3 separate regions of the Mus musculus genome follow, and regions 1 and 3 are each linked to region 2. A link is a contact called in public Micro-C and promoter capture Hi-C data. All regions are on one chromosome and are shown on one strand. The core of a region is the stretch at or near the end of the contact, and the rest is flanking DNA. Distances in the headings are between cores, read along the strand shown. Region 1 holds the start of Notch2 (notch 2). Region 2 holds the start of Man1a2 (mannosidase, alpha, class 1A, member 2). Region 3 holds the start of Trim33 (tripartite motif-containing 33).

Region 1 (2,735 bases), core at 146-2,645, 2.7 Mb before region 2:
CCTGTTCTATTACTCTCTAACTTATTCCCTGGTTGGGGGGGGGGGGATCTCTTACTGAACCTGGAACTGGGCTACCTGCTAATTAGCCCCAGAGATTCATTTAACTCTACTCCCTACAGCTGTTTGAGGCATGTGCATAGTCAAACCTGGCTTTCACTGTGAGTGTTGGAGATTTGAACTCAGGTCCCCGTGCTTGCACAGCAAGCACTCTTTCCCGCTGATCCATTTCCTCAGACTCTATAGTGCTTATTAAACTGCAGTTTTAATGTTCACACCCATTTGCACTTGCTGAACGGTATTCTGCATTCTAGGTCACCATCTACTAATTGATAGGCACTAGTGATGAAGGCCATGATCCTGGGCCATAAAGACTTCCCCGTGTAGTCAAGACAGAAATACAAACAGTCCTGTGTTACTTATGCAATTCCTCGTAGTTGCCAATTTCGTTCTACAAATGCATTTATTCCTAAGACAGATCACACCCTCCACTCTCCCACTTTGGAAATTGTTAGTGTAATAGCTTTATCTTTTAAAAACTATGCACACAAACGTCCATACAATGTTCAGTGTTGTTTGGAAACATTTATATGTAAATGGCATTCTTAGAGTCTCGCTCTGCGATTCGTGTTTTCATCATCATTTTGGTTTTACGGCTGACGTATATGAAGATGGTATTTTCAATTGTATTGCACTTATAATTATGCATTATTCATCTAGTCCCTAAGGGTGGGGCATTTAGGTTACTCTTCACTCGCAGCTATTAATAGGTTATAAAGAGTATTCCTGGTTCTTCTTTCTATTTTCTACACCTTTGACTAGAGTTTCAAGCTCCTGCTGTCTCTTGAAAGCCTCCCCTAAATTCTTCTAGACCCTAGAGCGGACGATTCCAGTGTCCCAAGCACCTTGCTACACGAAGTTCACTAAAAGAACCAAGGATGGGTGGGTGGATGGACGGATGAATGAACGAAATGCCCAGAGCATCTTAAGGAATGTCCTCTTAAGAGTACTTTGGCGCCTTTGCCCTCTGCCTTCCGTTGACAGTCTCGTTTTTGCTCTCCCTCATTCCTCTAACCAGCCAAGAAGTGTGTGGGTGGGTGTGTGGGGCATGAGGTCTGCCTCTCTCTACAAGTTCAGGACCCGGGTAAACCCTAGTGTTTGATGTTGGGCGCTTCAGCCGCCCCCCTTTCCGAGCTCATGGGCGGGCTCGGCGGTCGAGCGGGCGGAGTACGGGGTGCTGCTCACTCAGATCCCTCCGCGCGCAGAGGACCGGCGCTTCTTTCTGCGGGAAACCCCTGGGCGCGCGGCGGCGACGGGGGCGGAGCCTCGCGGTGGGAGGAGGCCGAGGCGGAAGGACACGCGGGCCGCCCAGCCGCGCGGCGCAGCCAGAAACTTTCAGCCAAACTTCGGGCGGCGGCCTGGCTGCGCGGAGTGCAGGGGCGGCGCAGCGGGAGCTCCAGGACTCAGCGAGCCGCGGGGGCAGGGTAGAGCACGCGAGAGCCGGGCTCCTGGTCGGGACCCGCTCCCCATGCGGATCTGCTCTGGCTGCGGCCCCGAAGATGCCCGCTCTGCGTCCCGCCGCGCTGCGGGCGCTGCTGTGGCTCTGGCTGTGCGGCGCGGGCCCCGCGCACGGTGAGTACCGGGCGCCCGGGAGACCATCCCTCTCTGTCTCTGCGCTACGGGGACTGCGTCTTCCAAACTGCCTCGTCCGGGCCTCGAGTCTTGGCAACGCGTAGCGTCCCGGGTTCCGCGTTAGCGGGGTCTCGGGCGAGCAGCTCGCGGGCCGAGGTGCGAGTGTGGTCGGGAGGGCGGCGGGGGCTTGCGGCGTTCCCAGCTTTTGACACCCGGATCGGTCGGTTTGTCCGGAGGAGGAGTTGGGCGTGGGGCTTAGGTCTTGGATAGGTGGAGGCAGCAGTGGGGGAACTGGTGTGGCAGCGTGCTGAGCCACATGATTGAAAATCTCAACTGCTGTTATTCTTTCCGAGGCGCGGAGCTCTGCTGCGGTTCCAGTGTGCGTCCAGCCCCAGGAATGTGGTGTGACGATCCCCAACTCCTCCAACCTGGCAGCAGCTTGCTGCTCTTTTGGCACCGTTGGGGGTGGGGCAGGGGCAGGCGAGGAAAAGTGGAGACGTTGCTTGATCCGAAGTGCTTGCTTAGAAAGGCTTGTTATGGTGGGATATTCCGTGCCCCCTCGCTAACTTGGTGGGAGCCAGGAAAGGAAATCGGATCATATTTTACCCACTCCACCCACATCTTTAGATTTTACATTTCTTTGGAATGTTGTATGGAAAGAACTTCGGCTTTGGAGTCCAGCTCTGTAATCCTGGATTCAAATCTTCTGTATTAACTCACCAATAAAATGGGGATGAAATTACCCAGCTAATAGGATTAATTAAAAGAATGTATATTAAACCCGTAGCACTTAAAAGATGTTCAGAAAAGTTGTTTCAGGGCAGGAGCAGCGGTTTGGTCTGTGCTTCCAATGGGGCTATGTCTTGTACTGGTTTGAAGTCTGTGCTTCCAGTGGGGCTATGTCTTGTACTGGTTCGAAGTCTGTGCTTCCAGTGGGGCTATGTCTTGTACTGGTTTGAAGTCTGTGCTTCCAGTGGGGCTATGTCTTGTACTGGTTTGAAGTCTGTGCTTCCAGTGGGGCTATGTCTTGTACTGGTTTGTTGAACTGGTAGGGTCCCCCTTTACTCAAGAACAATTAACTTTTACCAGAAAAACTCTAGTACATT
Region 2 (2,877 bases), core at 174-2,673:
AAAGGCTGGAAGCAGAGCTTCCATTTCATTTCATCTTGATTATACCCTGCCAAGGGCTCAATTCAGAATAACTGGCCAAATTATGGTTAGGGATATACACACCCCACCTTTTAACATTTAAAAAAAAAAAAAAAAATCAGAGCACAAGCCAGAGATTGGGACTTGGTGGCTGAGCAAAGTCTAGCAAGCTGTCAAGATTCAGTGACTTCACATGGTGGCAGAAAGGCAGAAACACGTTCTCAATACGCGCATGCTGACTCCCTGTATCTCCGCTCCCTGCTGTCCACAGCAGAAGAGTCTGACTGAACACTTCGTTCTGCCGGGAAAAACCAAGGAACCCTAGGAGTCCTTCCAGTCTATGTATGGTTCTACCCAGGCAGCTCTGAACCAACAACGTTCAACACCCTGATCATTCACAGGGGCAGGAGGGGGAGGGGGGAGAGACAAGAAAGCAGTGAACTGTACCTTGCTCTCCCAAAAGGAAGTACCATAATTTAAGTAACAAACGAACCTGTGTCTGTGTTCGTCGGGTCCATGGATCAGGAAGACGCCGGGGTTTTTAGCTCCTTTGCCGGCATCTACGTGAGGAATTAACACATCTTCTAAGCCCAGATCAAAGCGTTTGTGTTTTGAAGAGTCTGGAAGGAAGAAGAATGCCCCAAAACACAGGGTGATGAAGGCACTAAGGATGAGGAGAAGGATAAACTTCTCGGAGAGTCTCAAGGTAGCCCTGTGATGTGGGAAGGAGGGCGGCCCCAGGTTCAAAGGTGGTATCCTACGACCAGAGAGGGGCAGCAGCGCTGGGGTAGTCATCGTTTAGGCTCTTGGACGGAATACTTTATAAAGTTCTCATCTTATATCAAACGTACAACACATCGAACCGTTTCTCAAAACCTCGGCCAAAAAAAAAAAAAGAATAAACTCAATTTCCCTCCTCTCAAAGGATTGTTGTGCTTTTTTATTATTATTATTATTTACGAGGCCACCTCTTTCACGCTCTCCGATTACATCCAGAAGCCCGGGTGACCTCCCAAGCGATCGTTGGTTTCTGTCCCGTCAGATCTTCTCGCCATTTGGCTCTCGGTGCCTCACCGGATGATCGCGAGTCTCCTCTTCATTCCCGAGAGTGGATCGGGCGAGCCACACCGCAGAGAAGCTGCAAGGTGGGTTCTGCCATGCCCGCGCCCCGGCGCGATGCTCAGAGGCGGCTGCCCGCCCCGGGAGGCGCCCGGCGAAGACGACGAGTTGCAGTAGGTCGGTTCCACTCGGTCCCCTCCGGAGCCTCCTCCGCTCCACCGCTCCGCAGCCTCCGCGGCTTCCAAGCAGCGGCGCCGGGCGTAGCAGCGACGACCCTCAGCCGAGGCCGCGAGGGCGACGGCGTCCCGAACACTACAGCGCCCGCGCCGCCGCGCGCTCTGTCAGGAGCGGAACTTCCTCCTCAGCCGAGCGGCCGCCCCCACCCGGCTCCTCCTCCTTCTTCTCTTCCTCCTCCTCCTCCTCCTCCTCCTCCTCCTCAGCTAGCCCCGCCGCCCGCTTCTCGGCCGAGCCCAGCCGCGGCGGCCGAGCCCCTGCGCCTCGGTGGCGGCGTGCGAGGTAGCCGGGCCGCGGCCCTCAGACCGACAGCCCGGGGCCGGCGCCGGCTCATTCCTCGCACCGCCTGGGAGAGGCGGGCGGGAGGGAGGGCGGCCGGTCGCGCGCGAGCGAGCAGCCGCGCCTCCCGCGGCCGCAGGGCGGCTCCGGCAGGGCCCGGCCTCGGGTGGCTCGCACGCTCGCGCTGACTGCGGCGCGGGTCCGCGGCCCTGGGCTGGTCCCTGGCCTGTGGAGGCCGGAGGAGAACAGAGCGGCTGCGCGGCCGACACCGGTTGGGCCGAGCGGCTCGGCCGTGGGGGGCGCGGGCCCGGCTAGCCGCCCCGACTCGCGAGTGGGCGTCCCCGGGCGGCGGAGTGTGAGGTGCGCGCGCACGCTCCCGGCCGCCGCGCCCCTCCCCCGCCCGCCGGGCCGCTCGGGCCTGGCCGCTGCCGAGAGCCCGGAGCCCCCGGAAGCCCCGGCGGCCGGACGAGGAGGACCAGGCGCTTGGATCGCGAAAGTGGCGCTGGAATGTGGGGTTCCTGGGACTGACGGGTTACGGGGGCCAAGGCTGATGCCTCCCTCAGTTATCAGTGACTCGGGGCCGGGGTTCAACATCAAGGTCTCAAACTTCCACGCGTTCTTGGGCACGCGAGGCTGGTTGAAGAAGGAGGTGGCACCGGCCACGTGCCGGATTCGTGTTAAAATGGCAGCCCTGCGCTTTCTACTGGGTTCCTTTCTGAGGAATCGGACGACCTAGGTCAGACAGGAGATTCCTGGTGGTTCAGTCCCAAGACTATATATACACTCTATAGTCATCTTCACCACCACCACTACCATTCCCCCCGCAAAGATAACAAAGATGAATGAATGAGCAGGTGTTAAAACCCAAAAGGACAATATTGTTGAAGTTGAGGCTTGAAACAATCTGAGTCAATTCTGTTATCTGTAATATTGAGAAGAACCAGGTTGTGATAAAGTATAATATAGGCTTCTTAGCAATGCATATGTATTCTTGCATCTAGTTTGCATTTAGCTTTTTTTTTTTTTCTTAAATTTACCTTCTGTTCCTTGCACACATCCTAACTGGTAGCTGGCAATTGGAGAGGAGGCCCATAAATGGCAGGGGTGGGAAGTCAGCCTTAGAAATCAAGGAAAACTTCATGTCCCTTGGCAGGATTCAGAACTACATTCCACTAGGCATTTCTAGAAGCTCTGCAAACCCTACCTTCCTACCACAGGACAAAAGAAGTCATTGGTTTACAAAATAAAGCCAGCACAAGATGTAAACGTGTTCCCAAGGGCCACCGC
Region 3 (2,966 bases), core at 243-2,742, 2.6 Mb after region 2:
CTCCTCCGTGGTCCTGGAAATACAGAAAAGCTGGTAGATAATGATTAGATGCAGAAATCCTGTTCTCTTTGATACTTGTGGTTTTTGAACTTAGTGACAAAGCATATGGAAGTTAATGTGTTCTTTGCATACCTTTGCACACCTCAGTGACATACTTCCTCCTGATACTTTCAAGCCGTTCTGCTCCCAGGTGACCAACCATTTAAATAAATGAAACTATGGAGGCCATTCTTTGTTTTTGTTTTTTCTTTTGGTTATTTTGAGACAGGGTTTCTCTGTGTAGTCCTGGCTGTCCTGGAACTCACTTTGTAGACCAGGCTGGCCTCGAACTCAGAAATCCACCTGCCTCTGCCTCCTGAGTGCTGGGATTAAAGGCGTGGGCCACCAGGCCTGGCCACATGGAGGCCATTTTTATTCAAACGACCACAAGTGTTATCTCCTATTTTTCCTTTCCTTGTTGAAGCCATTCCTCTCACACTAATTCCAGGGTCTCTGTTTGCCTTAGGCCCTTTGTTTTTTGCCACCTGCTCCTGTCTGGAATACTCTTGTGCAAGCCAGGTTTCTTCACCTTATCAGCAGAGCCCTTGCTCAATCAGCACAAATCCTTTACACTCGCCTTATTTTTACTCCAAAGCATTTATCATTTCCCCCGACATACTCTCCATGTTCATCCTCTAAACTGTCAACTTCTTGAAGGCAGAGAGTTTCTTTGTTCTCCTGCAGGAACCCCAACGTTTCTATCTTAACACGAAAGTCAGAAGAGATTTTGAAGGAATTGATGAAAAACGCTTTTCTGTGAATTTAAAAACTCACCCAAATAAATTTCCTGTATAACTACGGTCTAGGACGGGCTTGTGAGACTCACATTAAAACAGCTGTTGCACTTACATCATTTCCCCTCCCCCATTTCTTTTTGGAGGCAAGGTCTCCCTATGAAGCCTGATGCTTAAGCTGGCCAGGAACTCAGCAGTCTCCCTGCAGGTGACTACAGGTGGGCACTATATCAAGTTACACTTGTTCTGGCAGCACTGGCTAAATGAAGGTCTGATGGCAGCCTGAGGCGGAGAGGCCCGATACCAACAAAACAAAACCCTTTCATAAAGCTTCTAAGATTGAGGTGGTGAGGACAGTCAGCTGGCCCACCCGGGGACGCCGAGTGAGATTCTCGGGATATAATATTGGTTAGAAACATGGTCTCCCAAACTGGCACATCAGCCGCAGGGACTTTTCAACATTCATCTGGTTTTCAACTTCCTGATTCTGTTTTGGGGTGTGGCCCTGGCATCTCTGTTTAGAAAAAAGCTCATTTGATTGGCTTTCAGGTATGTAGCAACGTTGGAGAATCACCTTAAGAAGCTAAAAATAGCTATTAGAAGACTTCTGTCTCACCGCAGGAGCCTATATCTGGAGACTTTTGGGGTGTGTGTGTACGTGGTGGGGGGAACTCTGCGCAGCCGCTCTCGGGTGTCACAGCCCTCTAGAGAACGCGGTCCAGCAACACCCAGCGAAGACCCAGGTGGTCCGCACCTCCTCGGTAGGAGGCCTCCGCGACCAAGCGCGCGACAGGTGAAGCTTCCGCGGTGGCGCGCCCGTCGCTGGGGATGGCGTCGCCGTGGAGACGCTCGCTCGGGGGCGAACGCAAGCCGGCCTCCTACTCCTGCATGTTTTCCCTCCCTTCTTCCCGCACCACCGCGGCTTCGGCGCTAGCAGCCACATCATAGAGACCCAGTTCCACCAGCTCCTACCGAGCTACACAACTCCAGCCGGGTGGCAACAGACCACACCGAGGCGCGGAGCTGCATCGCGGTCTGTCCCGCGAGCGCGCGCGGCCGGAGTTCCCGCCTCCCTCCGGAGGACGTCGGTGCGTACGTGCGCGTGCCCACCCCTCCCGCCCCGCGACGCGAGGGCGGGGGCGCCGCGTGCGCGCGCGCTCTCGTGCGTTCGCTCGCTCGCTCGCTCGCTACTTCGCTCGCTCTCGGCGGCCGCTCTTGCTGTGGCTGCGGCTGAGGCTGGGGGCGGCGGCGGCGGCGCGAGCGGCGGGCGGCGCGGGGCGGTCCGGCGGGTTCAAAGAGGAAAACATGGCGGAAAACAAAGGCGGCGGTGAGGCAGAGAGTGGCGGCGGGGGCAGCGGTAGCGCGCCGGTAACCGCCGGGGCCGCCGGGCCCACGGCGCAGGAGGCGGAGCCGCCTCTCGCCGCGGTGCTGGTGGAGGAGGAGGAGGAGGAAGGCGGCAGGGCTGGCGCGGAGGGCGGTGCGGCTGGGCCCGACGACGGGGGGGTGGCCGCGGCCTCCTCAAGCTCGGCCCCGGCCGCCTCGGTCCCCGCGGCCTCAGTGGGCTCCGCGGTCCCCGGAGGCGCGGCATCGACGCCGGCTCCAGCTGCTGCCCCAGCCCCGGCCCCGGCCCCGGCCCCGGCCCCGGCCCCCGCTCCCGCCCCGGCTCCTGGTTCCTCGTCGGGGCCACCTCTCGGACCACCAGCCTCGCTTCTGGACACCTGCGCGGTGTGTCAGCAGAGCTTGCAGAGCCGGCGCGAGGCGGAGCCCAAGCTGCTCCCCTGCCTGCACTCCTTCTGCCTGCGCTGTCTGCCGGAGCCGGAGCGCCAGCTCAGCGTGCCCATCCCTGGGGGCAGCAACGGTGACGTCCAGCAAGGTGAGCAGCAGGCCGCACCCGGGAGAATCTGGTGTGGCGGCTTGGGGTGCCGAGGGTGCTCGGACGGTGCAGTGCAGAGAGGTCTCCGAGACGAAAGCTACGGCCCCGGGGACGGTTACCAGAGAAGCTGCACCGCCGGAGATATGGGGAGAGAGAAGGGAGGGGTGCCGGCTGCGAGGGGCTGGGGGAGGGGATGCTGAGAGGGAGGTTTGAGGCGCTTCTGCAGAGGGTGGACTAAAGAGACAGAAAAGGGGTGTACCGAACCCTCCGTGAGAAGTGAGTTGGGGTGGGAAGGCCTGGTCCGACAGTGTTGATAGCTA

Evidence for each region. Promoter capture Hi-C pulls out the DNA fragments that hold promoters and counts their contacts. Hi-C and Micro-C count contacts between places; a contact is called where the count stands out from the background.
Region 1: a contact with region 2 is called in a Micro-C map of embryonic stem cells, with 5 times the contacts expected there. The contact joins the promoter of Notch2 here to the promoter of Man1a2 in region 2. A contact is called at or near these places in 1 of 39 promoter capture datasets (pre-B cells) and 1 of 484 Hi-C or Micro-C datasets (embryonic stem cells).
Region 3: a contact with region 2 is called in a promoter capture Hi-C map of liver, with 4 times the contacts expected there. The contact joins the promoter of Trim33 here to the promoter of Man1a2 in region 2. A contact is called at or near these places in 1 of 39 promoter capture datasets (liver) and 1 of 9 other capture datasets (adipose tissue).

Annotation. Positions count from the first base shown.
Region 1 is chr3:98,012,143-98,014,877 of GRCm38.p6, forward strand. Notch2 (notch 2) reads left to right here and starts at 1,396. Exons shown (of 34, transcript NM_010928.2): 1 at 1,396-1,629. The coding sequence starts at 1,557.
Region 2 is chr3:100,684,050-100,686,926 of GRCm38.p6, forward strand. Man1a2 (mannosidase, alpha, class 1A, member 2) reads right to left here and starts at 1,424. Exons shown (of 13, transcript NM_010763.2): 1 at 512-1,424. The coding sequence starts at 813.
Region 3 is chr3:103,277,801-103,280,766 of GRCm38.p6, forward strand. Trim33 (tripartite motif-containing 33) reads left to right here and starts at 1,493. Exons shown (of 20, transcript NM_053170.3): 1 at 1,493-2,646. The coding sequence starts at 2,079.